Regions from separate parts of the Mus musculus genome. Here region 1 is linked to region 2. A link is a contact called in public HiChIP or PLAC-seq data. All regions are on one chromosome and are shown on one strand. The core of a region is the stretch at or near the end of the contact, and the rest is flanking DNA. Distances in the headings are between cores, read along the strand shown.

Region 1 (3,245 bases), core at 130-2,629, 2.4 Mb after region 2:
CACTCCAGGATCCCCAGGGATTGGAGCAAAGAGCCTCCGCCAGATGTTTTGGGGCTGCTTGCACCTGCTGCCACGCCCGGATCCTGGAGGAGGGATCCCAGCGGTTGCTGCAGCACCGCAGACACCTGTTCGCGTTTCCCTCCTTCTTTTCCGGGTGCAGCAGCACCTGGGCTTCTGTTTGTTCTCTCCTGGTCTCTTAACTTTCCCTTTCTTCCTTGCTAGGGCTTCAGTGGAACCAGGGCTCCGCAGGTCCCTTTGCCCTCCCGCAGGGATGCACCCTAGGTTTGGGTGGATTTCTTTCGGAGAATGTAGGTGGAGAGGGAGTCCCCTCCTGAGCCCTAGGGAAAGGGGCAGGGAGACCGCTTTTAGTTTTTCTGAAAAACCGGCAGTTCCTAGCACCCAACCAGTCGAGGGGCTGAGGGTGGGGTTGGGGGGACCCTTGCCGCGGTGGAGAGGGGATCACTTTGAAACTGTTTTTACACGAAAAAGCAAAACCAAAAAAAAAAAAAAACCTAACTCCCCTCTGTTAGTTCCACGTATTTTATAAATCAATAAAAATAAGCAAACTTTCTAGAAACACTCTATGCACACTTCATGGGAGAGTGGGAAAGCATTACCCATTTAAGAGGGGTTTTTCCCTTTTAGTTTTGGTGGTTGGGGGGACAGCAAAGTGAATTTGGCGAGGGAGTGTACCTGAATTTCCTTTCAGAGCTGAGGAAGGAGAGTTTACAAAACCTCACACCTGGAGAGACCCTGGTAATCAGAGTGGCAGGCATTCAGCTGACTTGGAGCTGGGAATGGCAGGTGCACCGGAAGGGGGGCACCTCCCTCCGGAGCCCCAGGCTGCCTTTGCTACCTAGGACACCACGCTGGGGTGCCTCCCCCTCCCAAGTTCTAGGCGGAGGCGGGTTACCTGCAGTGACCTGTCTCCTCCTCTCCACGACACCACACCCACGGGACTCTGGTCTCCCGGGAGAGGGACAGAGCTGGAACAAAGGGGTCTTTGTTCCCGGTTCCTGGGGGGCGGGTGTTGCTCTGGCTCGCGTTTCTCTGTTCCTCAGCGTCCCTGGGGGTACTCGAGGCTTAGCGCCGCAGTCTCCCCAGATGGGGCGCCGTCCTCCACGACCCTAGAGCGCGGGTCAGGGCGCGGCGCCCCGGGCCACCGTGAGCTCTCGAAGGCTCTACGGAGAGACCCTAGGGGTGTCTGTGCAGAAGGAGGAGGGAACGGCGGAGGACGCCTGGAACGAGGCGGGTTCAGAGCTATGATCACGGGCTGCTCTGGTCACAGTGCAGCGGCCAGGGAGTAGCTCCTTCTGCTGCCACCCCCTTTTTTTGCCCGGCCCCATCCTCTGCACGCCTGGCCCCCCGCCCCTGCCGTCATCACGCTCCTGGTGGCTTCTTCCAGCTTGGCACTTTCCTACAGAGCCATCCTTGTGGACAAACTTTGATGGGGAATTTCACACAGCGCTGGAAAAATGCCGGTTATGAAAGGATTACTGGCGCCACAGAACACCTTCCTGGACACTATTGCCACCCGTTTCGACGGAACACGTAAGTAGGGCTTGCCGGAGTTGCCCGTTTCCCTAGGATGGGTTTCTCTTCGACTTTTGCTCCCTCTCCTCTGTTTCCATCCGCGCAATAATTTGCCTTCATGTCAGGGTAGCCAGGGTATCTTTTAGTGGAGAAAGGAAACAAAATAAAACAAGATTCCCCCAACACACACACACAAATCATAAAAGCACTTGGTATTGGTTTAGGTGGATCACTTGATTGCCTAGGTCTGGAACACAGAAACACAGGTCTGAAAATGATCAACAACTCGCGGTGGGACCTGTGCTGTGCTGTACCTTGAGTAGCTTGGTGCAGGGTGAGATGCTGTGCACTTTATTTTTCTAGAGTTCTGACGCTGCCCGGGTTAGAGTTTGGAGGTTTTCCAGACTCCTATGACTTTTCATTCGAATTTAAGAAATCCTGCGTAGATTCATGGAGGCCAGGTGTGAGCTGTCCATAGACTTTTCTGAGTGCTGGAAGTCTCTCAGAATCTCCCCTCTTAACTCTGAAATTACCGCAACACTTGAGGAAAGACTATTGAAGAAGGAGGAGTTGAACATTGTGAAGACTAATTCGACCACAGGGAAAGTTTCAGAGTCTTTTGAAGTGAAATAGTATTGAATATCCGACTTCTTGTGTTGGACTGGGAAAAAAAAATTCTGAGTGCAGATAAGGTGTTTTTTGTCCTTCTGGAAAAAGCCCGGGATCTTTCAGGACCACGGTCAGGTCCTCTCCTCCAGGCTTCTTGTGCTGGAGCCTGGGAATCTTGTAATTGGTTATAGCCCTGTCCTTAAGAAATGCTGGCAGTAGGTCCCACCAGGATACCTACATCTTCATTATAGGAAGTTTCTGTGTGCTCGTGGCCCCTTTCCTGTCTGTTTCATAAGACTCATATAGACTCATTCATTCTAAAAGCTTTCTCAGCAGTTCAGGGTGTTTCTATTTTATATTGTGGCCGTGCATCTCTTGGAGCCCGTGGGAGATTTAACATCTCCTTCCACTTCCACACAGACTGTCTGGACGCGCAGACCCTTCTGAAAGGGTGGGATACAAGATTTTAATCTTTTGGAAGAGTTGGGCAAGTTTTACATGCTAGAAAGGTGAAGTACTCTTTGATTTTGTTTGGATTTTGTTTTTAAAATTTAGCCTCATCAAGGCTTGCTCACTTTTTTTTCCTTTTTTGTAGCTGTGTGTGTGTGTTTTTTTTTAAATACTCCTTAGAGGTATCCAGTCTTTACCTTTTCGTATTGTGTTTTATTAGATGACAATAAGAAAATTATTCTGGCACTGGTTCAAATCCCGTCCACTGACACCACCTTCATAATCAACACTACTGATTCTAACTGCTCTAAAGGTGGTGATATACTGCCAACATCCGCATCACTGTCTCTAGCTGCTATAACTGGAATCTCTGAAGAGGGGTTCTGTGCAGTTGATGGTTCTTAAAGTTGAATATTCCAAACCAAGGTGATCTAAGCATTGGTCCTGAGTGTATGTCTTGAAGGTGAGGGAATAGAAAATACTGATTGGCTTATGTCATTGTCATTTAAAGTTGAATGGAGGATTGTGTATACTGAATCATGCAAACAGAACCCTGGGAACTACCTCAGAATGACATGTGGATTTCAGTTGCTAATCAAATAGACTGTAGTATGAGAATTTGGACTTTTTCTGACTGTCATGATAAACAGAAG
Region 2 (2,911 bases), core at 72-2,571:
ATTACACCCTGGGCTTCCTTCCTGGAAAAGGCTTATCCTGAGATGACACTCCATAGTAGCCGTTGGGAGACACCTGTTCTGACCTTAACACCACCACCCACTCCCACCCCACCTCCCTGCGCCCCTTCTGAAAACAGCTGTATGAACAGAGGGTCTGTTGCTGGGCAGTTAGGCAGCCACTCATATACAAAGATCTGTGCCAGATTCTTTTTAAAAAATAGTTTTTGTTTGTAAGCCCCTAAACAAACTCACTCACACCACCCACCGCCCACAGGGGGCAGCTGAGAGCCAGCAGCCAACAGGCATCAGGGAGCACGCGCGGGGCTAACCCTGCCCTCTGCGCGATTCTGGCCTCCAAAGACAGTGATGCCAGTAGACCTGGCGCACTCGCCTGACAGTCAGGCTTCTTTAAATACACACTCCCTCCTCCTCGCCCAGACCCCATGCCCATCCTGGTGTGCCCCATGCCTAGAAAAGTGTGTTACAACAAGGCAAGAAAAAAAATCCCCTTTTCAGAGGAGAAAAGCCCCATTTCTGGTGCCTGGGATTTAGCTCTCAGTATTTCCACCGAGTACCCTCCTGCCTGCTCTCAAGAGTCGCACACCTCTTCCCTGGGTCGAGCCCAGGTCTCCGGGTGCACGTGGGCGGTGGCAACTCCCATCTGCTCCGGGCCCAGTACCCACTAAGGCCCCGGGTCCTGACCCACCTGTAGCCTCCAAGCTCCCCTCCGCGTCCTTCTAGCAGACCTCCGCCTGCGAAGCCCAGGACCCCCAGCAGGCGACCTCTCACCCCAACGCTCTCTCGCTTGTTTGTTTTGCTTTTTTTCCCCCTCTTCATCGGGGGAAAAAAAGTTGGCCCAGAATCTGGCGTCCCATCGATCTGTCCCCATCCCCACGCGACCTGCACCAGGGGGCTCGCCTAACAGCTCCGGAGCCCCCGAGGTGCCACGAGGAGCTGTCGCCTGCTCACCCGGATCCCGGGCCAGCAGAGCCAGCGACCCAGGCCTCTGCGCGCCACCTCGCCGGCCCGCCGCACGCCCACCTACCTTAGGGGACCAGCAGCGGTGACCGTGGCGCGGGCGGAGACAGCGTGCTGTGTCCCGGGATGAAAGTTTGTGCCATGCAGAGCAGGGCGGCGCGCGGACGACGCGACCCCGGGGGTGGGGGCAGAGCGCGGGGCGCGGCCGCTCGCTTGTCGTCTGTCCCTCCGGCGCTGGCCGCACAGGTACCTCTCCAGAGCCAGTGGCCGCCGCGCTCCCGCTCGCTGCGCTCTGCGCCCTGCGCGCTCTGATTCCAGCCCCGCCGCCCCCACTCCACCCCGCGCCGCCGCCGCCGCCTCCGCCGCGCGTCCGCCCGCTACACTTCCTCTTCCTCTGAACTCATGTGCAAAATATGCTGTGCTGCATCTTCTTGGGGGAAGCCGAGCGGCCCCTGGCAGCCCCGCACGAGAGACCCGTCCGCCCCGTGCGTCGCCAGCGCCGCGCAACCGGGCTCTCCCTCCCCCTCCCCCTAACCCCACCTCTCTTTCCCAGGCTTGGGTTTTGGGACCTGCTTAGGAGAGCACCAAGGTGGCAGCCAAAATACTGGGAAGGCGACGGCCATCAACGTGCTGATTGATGGCTAGGGCGGGGAGGAGAGCTAGAAAGAGATCCATTCTGGACCCATTCCACAGGTGGGAACGTCCCCAGGCAGCTTCTGCTCCCAGGTTTATCTCTCCGAAAGTAGTGCTTGGGAAGAGAAATAGTACCACTGGCCTCAGCCTCTTTCCCGACTTTATCCAGGTATCCAAAGGTTTGAGATCCTGATGCAATTGGGTCATCTTAGCCTAGCAAAATGGATTCCCCAATGAGAATCCATAAGGCTGTTCCCTAAAACAGGGCTGCTTTACCATAGTGAAAGTGTGAAATCCTGTCTCCTTGAGGCCAGTAAAACAAAACAGAATTACCGTGCAGGGCTTGAGAGCAGGAACCCTAGAGACAAATGGTCAGGATGGATTGCTGCCTTCTGTCCTTACTTCCCAGTGACTGGGGGTGACTTTGGGCCTGTTCATCGGCCAACCAGCACTTCCTTGTGTCTTATTAAATGGAAAATGCTTGGAAGCGTTCTATAATTCTGCGATTATCGTTATTATCATCATTACCATAAGGGGCTGAGATTTAATTGATTACCCTGTTCTGGTTGGGCAAAGAAGGGTCCTTAGGCATTGGAGCTACACGCGGCAGAGGGCTGGCTGATCTAGACCCTGTGTTTTAATGAGGTCCTTCTGGTACTAGAAACATGCGCGAGGGGGGAGGCAGCACTGCCTGTTTACAGGAACTCCTCTTGTGAGAGCTACTCAGGGATTTTCTTCCCTGTGGCCCTCTCCTACTCCCCCCATCACTCTGCCCCTGAATTGTCTTTTTACTCCTCTGCCTATTTACCCACCCCATCCCGGCATTCCGCCCACTTTTCTCCACATTTCCCTATCCCTAGTTCATGTCTGGAAATAATAAGCCAGGACAGGGGTCCAGGGCACCCCAGTGTTGAACATTTATTTATGAAGTCAAAGGGAGGGAGGGTGCCTTTCCGCTAAAGATCCTGCTGAGACCTGGAAATCAGGACTCTTACACCAGTGTTCAGGACCGTTGATGGTCACTACAGAGAGAAAACAGCACCTAACAGAACCTAACAGTGCCAGCCAGTGGTCAACAAGAAATCGCAGGGCATCAAAGAAGAGAGGGACAAGGAGGAGGACAGGGAGAGGCAGAGGCAGAGGGAGAGAGACAAACATGGAGAGACACAGAGAGGAGACAGATTATTTTTAAGCAAGTTCTTTCCACTTATGAATTTTGTGTTTGTAGTTTTATTTTAGGGTGCGTTGGGGGGGTTGGGTTTTTTTTTTGTTTGTTTTGTAAACACCAGTTCCTCGAGGG

Evidence for each region. HiChIP or PLAC-seq counts read pairs in DNA pulled down with a chosen protein or histone mark.
Region 1: a contact with region 2 is called in an H3K27ac HiChIP or PLAC-seq map of large pre-B cells, with 5 times the contacts expected there. The contact joins the promoter of Kcnh8 here to the promoter of Rftn1 in region 2. A contact is called at or near these places in 2 of 115 datasets of contacts at active chromatin or transcription factors (large pre-B cells and thymic regulatory T cells).

What each region holds. Positions count from the first base shown.
Region 1 is chr17:52,601,330-52,604,574 of GRCm38.p6, forward strand. It overlaps Kcnh8 (potassium voltage-gated channel, subfamily H (eag-related), member 8), which reads left to right and starts at 1,380. Exons shown (of 16, transcript NM_001031811.2): 1 at 1,380-1,551. The coding sequence starts at 1,476. Gm27217 (predicted gene 27217) reads right to left here and starts at 1,331. Exons shown (of 2, transcript NR_155517.1): 1 at 914-1,331.
Region 2 is chr17:50,189,176-50,192,086 of GRCm38.p6, forward strand. It overlaps Rftn1 (raftlin lipid raft linker 1), which reads right to left and starts at 1,322. Exons shown (of 10, transcript NM_181397.2): 1 at 1,046-1,322.